2 separate regions of the Gossypium hirsutum genome follow, and region 1 is linked to region 2. The links are chromatin contacts, called in public Hi-C maps. All regions are on one chromosome and are shown on one strand. The core of a region is the stretch at or near the end of the contact, and the rest is flanking DNA. Distances in the headings are between cores, read along the strand shown.

The links. Hi-C and Micro-C count contacts between places; a contact is called where the count stands out from the background.
Region 1: a contact with region 2 is called in a Hi-C map of leaf, with 2.2 times the contacts expected there. The contact joins the promoter of LOC107939537 here to the promoter of LOC107942502 in region 2. A contact is called at or near these places in 6 of 34 Hi-C or Micro-C datasets (all in leaf).

The regions. Positions count from the first base shown.
Region 1 is chrA06:122,646,907-122,651,426 of Gossypium_hirsutum_v2.1, forward strand. LOC107939537 (protein BTR1) reads right to left here and starts at 2,857. Exons shown (of 9, transcript XM_016872880.2): 1 at 2,729-2,857; 2 at 2,475-2,575; 3 at 911-1,149; 4 at 730-836. The coding sequence starts at 2,559.
Region 2 is chrA06:122,497,068-122,501,959 of Gossypium_hirsutum_v2.1, forward strand. LOC107942502 reads left to right here and starts at 3,340. Exons shown (of 5, transcript XM_041116097.1): 1 at 3,340-3,492; 2 at 4,204-4,418. The coding sequence starts at 4,225.

The sequences.
Region 1 (4,520 bases), core at 1,607-4,106, 150 kb after region 2:
CTTCTCCAAACAAATTTCTGTCAAGTTTCTTTATCTTTTTTTTTTTTCCTTGGATATGCCTTTGTCTTACTTGGGACTCTGATCCATGTCAAATAGATAGAAGACATCAATGATTTAGGTTGAACCTTGGTCAGATAGGTCTTTGACAAATTAAACCTCTGGTAACTTCCAACATTTTCACAAATATACCTGAACTAATTCATTTCTTAGTCATGGCCAACTACTTAATAGGTTATTACTAGGCAATTCAAGCAGACTCACAATTAATCCATGATGCATCAAAGTTATTACTATGGTAAATTTTACTAAATTTGTTCCTACTGCCAAAAATTTATCCTTCCAAATGCCCATCTCCCCAAGTTAGCTCTCAAACTTATCGTACACAGCACTTTGCAATGTAAGGTTCCTGGATTATCCCCAACCAGGTCAAATATAGGTTTTGTTGTACACATTCTCACACATGAATCATTTCCAAACTGAGTGGTTTTTTCACTACTCATGCCTATCTGACTATACTTTATATCAATGGTAGGCTGAAAATTTTATATTCTCTGCAAATGAACAGTATAATGGAAGAATAACATGCATCCTTTATAAACAAGCCTATTCAGTGTTCAGCATACTTCAATTTTGTAACTTTACTAAAAACAACATTCAAATTTCACACGTAAATCTCAAAATCATAGCAACAAAAACATGTAGAATAATCAGAGCAAGCAAACTTCTTACTTTATGGTAGCTCCTCCCTTTCCAATTATACTGCCACAAGAGCTATTAGGAACAATTAGCCTGACTTTTGCTCTTGGTCCAACATCTCCATTATCTTCAACATTAAGCTGACCAGGAAGAAACAAACTTATGTTATTATCAGAAAGAGAACTAATCGGGTCAAAAGTTATCATGAAATCACCTCATCGAATAATTTTGCAAGGATAAGCTCCATAGCTTTGAGTATGTCATCAATCGCTCCAGAGACCATAATGATCCTGTCTGATGTTCCTGGGAATGTTTCATGATTGCGTGACAACTGAATTCGAGCTCCTGATTTTGACTGAAATTCAGTAATTGTTGACCCACCCTTTCCAATTACAGAACCAGCCACAGCATTGGAGACAAGAAACCTTATATACATAGGCTTCTCCACATTTCCTGACAGAAGAATAGGCAAAAAGTTTATCAGTTAGTTCATGGATCATAACTGCATTTGCAGTTAATTGAGGAATTTTCAGAGCAAACATGAAAGTTTCAACAATTTGAGCAATCTCCTCCCTTTTAGCCTAAAATAAAACCAACAATGAGGATAACAAAGATGCTAAACAACAGCAACTATGTATTACTTCACACAATATGCAATTGCTAATAATAAAAAAAGGATAGCAGTAAAAGCATCAAATAAATACAACACCGATACGGTAGCTTCAAAGCAACAAGAATTGCTTTGTAAGCACACCACCTTGCATTTCTGAGAATAGTTGAGACAGTAATATTGTTGATCTCATGCATATGAAAAAGTAGAAAATCGGATCTTAAGGAAAGGTAATACCAGACAACCATTTTTCAATTTTCATGCAAGCCTTATCAATACTTAGATACTGATATAATCAACCAACAGCAAGCAACTCATTTCACTAGAACCCATTCTCATTAGCATCAGTACCAGGGTTGAAGCCAAGAGTTTTATGCTGGGGGTGCTGGAAAAAAAGAGGGTAAAAAATTATGAACTGTTAGGTAGGCAAAATAGACTTTTACCATTTTTTGTATAACAGAAAACTGAACAACCTAGTCCGTTTGGACGGGCCAAGAGGGGCCAAATTTGGCATCAGCCCTAATCACCACAACAACTTGGATCCCTTACATTCCATCACCTTATGTTAAAAGCCGTGGAAGAAATAATGATGTAGATGCTAATTGCAAAAGGACAGGACGTGAAACTGGAGAATGACTCAGCAAAAACCACAAGAATATAAAAGATAAAACTCAAGCTACGAACACCAGGATGTATTATTGATGTTTCAAAATTTTATATCTGAATAAACTTGATGTTCTTCGAATATATGGATACACATTAAAGAAAAGAAATAGAGCATGCTCGTGTTAAACAGAATAGGTGACACGTACACCTATTCGGAACTAACCCGGAGTCCCTGTAATACAATATTCAAGCATAAGCTAAATACTCAGACCATATTCTTCTTTCTCTCACTCTCCATTTACCATTTCACGCCAACCAAACATAATGTTAGGGTTAGGGTTTAAAATTGTATATTAAATAAAATTTATAAATAAATGAAATAAAACTCGAAATTCAAACAATTCCAACCTTTATATTAGAAGAAAATAATACTAATAATAACAGGAAACAAAAACTAAAAAAAATAAAACTCCATTACTCCGAAGCAGAAAATAAATTAAAAAACAAAACTCAGAAATGAAACGTTTCAACGAAGAAAAGGTAAGATCCAATCAGAAATTACCAGAAGTCGGCGATTTAGGCGGCGGCTGAGATCTATTTCTCGCCGCCTCCGGTGATGACACGTAAGATGATTCCGTCGACTCCATTTCTCCCTTCTACCCTCTTGTAAGCCAAAACCAAAAAAGATAAAACGTAAACAAGTAGATAAAAGAATGCAGAGCTTAAACAAATTAATAAAAGAAAATCACCTAATTATTAGAATGTTAAACAAATAATTAACAAGAGAGAGAGAGAGAGAGAGAGAGTGATTAATACTCTTTTTTCTTTTTCAGTTCACAGCTAATCAATCAATTTCTTCGATCCGAGCAGAAATTTACTGATATTTTCGTTATCTATTCGTCGCTCGCTGACTTTAGGCTCATTCGAGTTTTTATTATTTATTTTAATTAAACCGTCAAACCCGCCTAATTTGTAAAATCCAATCATTTTTTTAGGGTAAATTACTAGAATAGTCACCAACTATGTAAGTGGTTCTATTTTGGTCACTTAACTTTAAAATTTTTATCGATTTAGTTACTAAACTTATCAAAATCTGGTTTAGTCATCCCCTCTAGTTGCTGCTAAATGATTAACAGAAATATTCTGAATTTTTTATTTATTTGCAACATGTTTACTTACCCACGTGCAGTGACGGAGCCAATAGGGGTTGGCAGGGTCTCGGTCTCCCTTAAAATAGAAAATTTTCCATTTAAGTTCTTTATAATTTATAAAAATTTCAAATTATTAATAGTAAAATTGCACTTTGGCCACCCTAAAAGTGATAAAAATTTGATTTAATCCTTTAAAAATTATAAAGATATAGACTATTTAAATGATGAAATTACATTTTTACTATCGTAAAAATATACAATTTAATTCCGACCTCCCAAAATTTTTCGGCTCTGCCATCGCCCACGTGGAAATCCGAAAATCATCATCATACCATGGGAGGAGTACTTAGTATGATGAGACCTTGTGTAGACTAGGGATGTAAATAGCGGTTGGGTAGTGGAATAGCAACCGTTATATAGCGGTAGCGGCCCTGTCCGAAATCGTTACCACTGAAAATAATTGTGTGAAGTGGAATCACACCAATAGCAGTGGATCGCGGCCGCAATTTAACGAGTAACGGCCAATTGCGGCAATAAAGGGCCGCTATTCTCGTTATTTTACAATAAGAGTTAGAAAACACTCTAAAAATCATTAAAAGTGACTTTTTATAATTATAATTATAATTGTTATGTTTTACAATAAGTTGTGCACATTTTAAAAAAATTCACGACCGCGATACCCGTAGAGACCGCAATAGCATCTGTTATGTCTGGAATCGCGATAAATGCAACGCGGCCGAAAACTTGGCCGCAAACGCAATTTAAATCCTTGGTGTAGACATCCTGAAGCTGAAGGAGTTCCAGGGTTCGAGAGATGTAAAAAATGTGGACAATTTTTTATGGGGGCACGGAGTAATATTTTCGAGTTGTGGCTATTGTTGACAAACCAACCAAGGTAAGTATTGCCTCTATGTACTTAACTGAGGTAGCTTTGTTATGATGGCATTGTAAGTGTGACAACATGAGGCGATGAGTTGTTTCCATCAACACATGGGACGTGTTTCGAAGGGAGCTTAAGCAATAGTTTTACCCTAAGTATGTCAATGATAAGATGCGGTCAAGGTTGCATTGTCTTACTCAACACAATGGGGTGTACGAGTACATGCTAGAGTTCTTAGAGATTATACTTCAAATCGCCACTTGAAGGCAATAAAGCCTTTTTCTACTTCATGGACGGACTCAAGCCGTAAGCAAGACTTGAGTTGCAGCGTTAAAGGGTCCAAGACTTAACACAAGCAATGGCAATGGTCAAGTCATTAGTGGAGCTCAAGAGTTAAGAAGGACCAATTTGAGTACCAAAGCATCGAGATTTTTAGGATTGAGTGTTCCTTTGTAAAGCTTTCTTGTACATACCAGATTGAGCATTCTCCTACACTCTCCCTTGTTTCGCTCTTTAGAGTGTCTTTTATCATAGTTGGTTGTTGATAAGGCTAAACCTGAGCATAGTTGGCTTAAGT
Region 2 (4,892 bases), core at 2,090-4,589:
CATTTGCCTATGGTAGAATTTGAACTAATAGATCCTTCAATAAGTTGGCATTTACCTATCAAAGGAAATGGTGACCATTTGCCTATGGTAGAATTTGAACTAATCGATCCTTTAATAAGTTGGCATTGTCCCCATGTTATGTTGGAGTTTGTCTCTCAACTTTGCAAAGAGCCGAAGTGTTTAAAAAGGTTGCTTGAGATGTAGGTTCATAAAGTTATAGCGTTTTGTCAAGTTGGATCGTGCGGAGTGCACAAACATCTACCAAAAGAAATAATGGTCATTTGCAAGTTTGAAGTGGAGCCCCAACCTATAAGATATAAGCCACTATGGTTTGAGTTCAAACCTTATTTTCGTCAACTCTAAACGGGCAACACTTCAAACACTTTTTTTTAGAAAAAGTCAGTCTCTCCCTAACAATTTAATTATTATATTAAATTATAGTAAAATTAAATAAAATAAATTTTAATTACTATATTTTAAACAACTTGCTAATTCCATTTCTTTTGTTGTCTTAGAAGTAGTTAAGTAGTCGGCCTCCGTAGTGAAGTTAGCAATACAACTCTACTTAACACTTCTCCACATTATGGAGCCTCCATCTAATACGAAAACACAATTCGATGTTGATTTCCTTAAATCCATCATGTTTGGAAGTTAAAATCAGTATATCTGATGAGAGTTAAGTCCCCTCAGGAATATATTAGTATATAATCTCTCATTTTTTTGTAAATATTTGAGTATATGCTTAATTATTTGCCAGTATCTATGATCAAGACTTGTTGATATTGACTCACAAATCCTACTGCAAAACAAATATTTGGACATGTGCATAACGTCGCATACACGAGACTTCCAACTACCAAAGTTTCAGGAAGTTTTTTCGCATGTTCTCTTTCTTTCGCTGTCTTAAGATAGTCATCTAAATAAAGATTAAATCCCTATACAAAAGGATGTGTACCCTTATTCGAATTGGCCATGGCAAAACGTTCCAATATATTGTCTATTTATGAAGCTTGTATTAAAGTTATCACTTTGTTTTTTTATCCCTAAAGATTCAAATTCCCAGAGCATTGTTAACTTCACCCAACTTCTTCATGCTAAACTATTGAATTAGTCACAATTTAACCGATGATAACGTCTCTACATCATCCCCAAAAAATAGTATGTCATCAACATAAAAAAAAAACTAGAAAGACCACCATTCCCATGTCTGAATAGATAGTAGTGCAAGTGTCAGACAAAGATACTATAGGAAAATGAAGAATTTGGTAACATAGGATATATAAGCGTGTTTGTTAAAGAGTTCTATCTTTATTTGAATAATCACTCATTTTAACAAAATTGCAACAAGGAAAAAGGCGGGCGTGTGTTAAAAGATTCTATTTTTTACTTGAATAATCACTCATTTTTACAAAATTGCAACAAGGAAAAAGGTTTTAGCTTGCCTATGCTATTTAGATTCTTTATTTTTCTCGAGTACTAATGTCTAACACATGTATATGGGATATGAACATCAATCTTATCCGTGTCAAGCACATACATGTATTTAACTCTACAATGAATGTTGCATCATCAATAAGGAATGATAATAAGGTTGCAAAAGGGTGTTTGGAATGCTAGTACGTAGGCAAAGAAAGAGTATTTGCAAAATAGTGTTTAAAATGATCGTATGCTTTATTACAAGGTTTATGCTATGTACAAGAGTGGGGTGGATTGACCCCTATTAATAGTGTTAAAATAGATGCCAATAATGACAATATAGAATGATCGCAAAACAATAAGAAAAGTAAAATAAAACACATAGATTTTATTTGGAAACCCTTTCAGAAAAAAACCACAAGCAGAGAAGAAGAAATTCACTAATGTTGAAAACTGAATGATAAACAATAAGAAAAGAAAAATAAAATACAGATTTTACGTGGAAACCCTTTCGGGAAAAAACCACAAGCAAAAGAGAAGAAATTCACTAATGTTGAAAACTGAATGATATAAGAGGTGTTTCAACTACATCTATTTAAAGGTTGAAAAGCCTTACATAGATCCCATTGTTTTACTACTGTATTTTCTTTAACAAGGGTTTGGGTCATACAACTCTAACAATCTCCACCTTGACACGAATTCTCGAATTTAGATTGTTATGAGTTTAGATTAGCATGGACTGACTTTCGAACTTGGACCTTTTTTTGATAGCTTTAGGTGCATATGAGCTTGGAATGCAACATTGAAAATTATCAGGAGTGAAATCGAACAATTACAAGGAGGCCCGAAGAAGGACGAGTGGGCTGTGGCCCAAAACACCGACACTCTAGCCTAGATTCGGCGCCTCAACCTCAACTATTCGTATGCTTAGGCACCTTAGACCGTGCTTCAGTGTGATTATCTTGCGAGCCCTAGCATTGTGCTACTGAGTTGCGGCACCAAGCTTGTGCGACATAAGATTCCTTTGCCATTTTGACCTGGGGCTACTGTTTTCTTTTTCAAATATTAAAGTCTAAGAAAGTATTGTAGCCCTAATTTAGGTCAATAAACTTTATAAATACAATATTTTTTAAGAGGGTAATATAACTTTTGATTGCATTGAACTTTTAGCTTATTGCAGACTTATCGTTTTTGCGCTATTATTTTATGGATTGATAAATCCACTTTTCTATTCAAAGAAATTTCGAAGTTTGATTCAGATAGTTGTTGAGATCTAATTGTTCTTAATCTTTTATTTGTTATTTAGTATTTGCATTTTTTCTTATTTAATTACAAATATTCAGGTTTATTGAATATAAGGTATGTATTCTATATTGTGTAGACATGCAATCTAATTTAAATGGACTCCACTAGTGTGTGTTTGTTGGTTAGAATTATGTTTATCTAGATCTTAATGCTATTTTTAAGTTAAACACTAAGTGAAAATTATAGGATTGCTTATTGATAAGAAAAATAATTTCAATCGAGCCGCCCCTTGGTTATCGAAATAGTAAGGAGAGATTGGTTACTAGGCCCGACATCGACAACTATAACTAGTTTATTAAAGAACATTGAAAATAATATTTTCATCAATGATCAAACTCATGAATTAAACGATAATTTTAGCTTTAACTACAACTTTATCATATTGATTCCCCCCCCCCAACTTTTTATTACTTTTTTTTTAATTTGACTTTAATTTTAATATTTTTTTAGACTCCATTAATCTTTTTTATTTAAAAAAAAAAAATTATCATACTCTACTCGCTATTGTTTAAAAAATTATTTTGTAATTCTGGGTATTGAATTTTGGGCTTGGATTTTACCCATGAATACCTAAGATATGAACCGACCTGGGTATTGAATTCTGGGCTTCTACTTTTAAATTTAACTTGCAGTCCCTGCCCAATCATTCATTCCGTCCTTTTTCTCCTTGTGTTTTCTCTCAACTCAAACTTTTTCAAATTTTAATTTTTATTCCTTTTCCGAAATCAAAGTAATTTTCAAGCAGATTCAGAACATTCCCATCTCAAGAAGGTATGTAGATTGATTTCTATACCTTTATTTTATTTTACTTTACTATGTTTAAATTTTGCCCTTCTCCTCTTTAAACTGCAATTTTGGGTATCAAATTGTGTGTAGATTGAAAAGGTTATGCTGGAAATTTGTTTAATAAATTTTCTGGAAAAAAAACAATCTTTTGAGATTAGTTGAATAAAAGAATTTTTTTTAATTATTTGGGTTTTTACTGGAAAATAAGAATTTATGGTTATTAAGCTGTAATTTTAGTTGAGCAAAACAATGGGTTCAATTCAACATTATTATTTAAAACAAAAAAGAAACTTAAATTTGTTTGAATTTGGAAAATTTGTTATATTGTGTTAATAGATAGCGAAAAATGTCAAACAAAAATTCTATAGGAAAATGAAGAGTTCGAGCTTCATAGGATATATATGTTTAAGGCTTCTATCTTTTACTTGAATAAGTCACTCATCTGTATAAATTGCAAAGGGTTTTAGCTTATCTATGTTATTTCGAATCTTTATATTTCTTGAGTACCGGTATCTGACACTTGGATATGGGATATGACCTTCAATCATATCCAGTTTCAAGCACATACCCGTATCTAACTCTTAAGTAACAGACTGATTTGCAATGAATAGTGCATTTGAGTTCTTTTTGGCTATCAGAACTCAATAGATAAGTAAATATAGCTTGAATTCTATTGCAACTGACATTCTTATACAGTTTGTTCATGATTTGCTGAAAATGACATCTGTTGAGGGAAATACGGCTGAGCCTCGGAAAACTAGTAATCCGGCTGCTAACACTGCTAAGATTCAGAGTTCATCATTGTCATTCCGAAGGTGGGGTAGGAAGTATCCTTTTATCAGATATGGGCTTCCAATGATTTCGTTGACAGTGTTTGGGGCAGTTGGCCTTGGTCATCTCTTGCAGGGCAGGTTAGTTTCGGTACACTTGATTTGCAAATTGATTTTCCAAACCAGTTTAGTGGATGAGACCTATGTTTCATCTGGCAGTGAATATATCTGCTGTGCAGAGAACAGCATATATCATTTTAACTTTGAGGGGCAAACCATGTTATGGCGTAAATAATTGGCTCAGTTCTGTTCACGGTGTATTTCTCATGATCGGAGTTGGACCTATGGTATTAGGCCGTCAGTTCTGATGGTGGTATATAGTTGTAAATTTTTAAAGTTGGAGAAAAGAATTCCAATGACAATAGGATGTAATCATATGATTGGAAATAGAAGGCTATTTTTGCATTCTTGTTTGACTTGAATTAATCTAGCACTATATGATTCTTACACCCACACATTCACTTGTATGTACATATCTTTCTGCGGTTTTCAGGTAGACAACCAAATTAGTAGTTTAAGAAAATGTTTTAGTATGATTCTTGTTTGGGCTCTTTA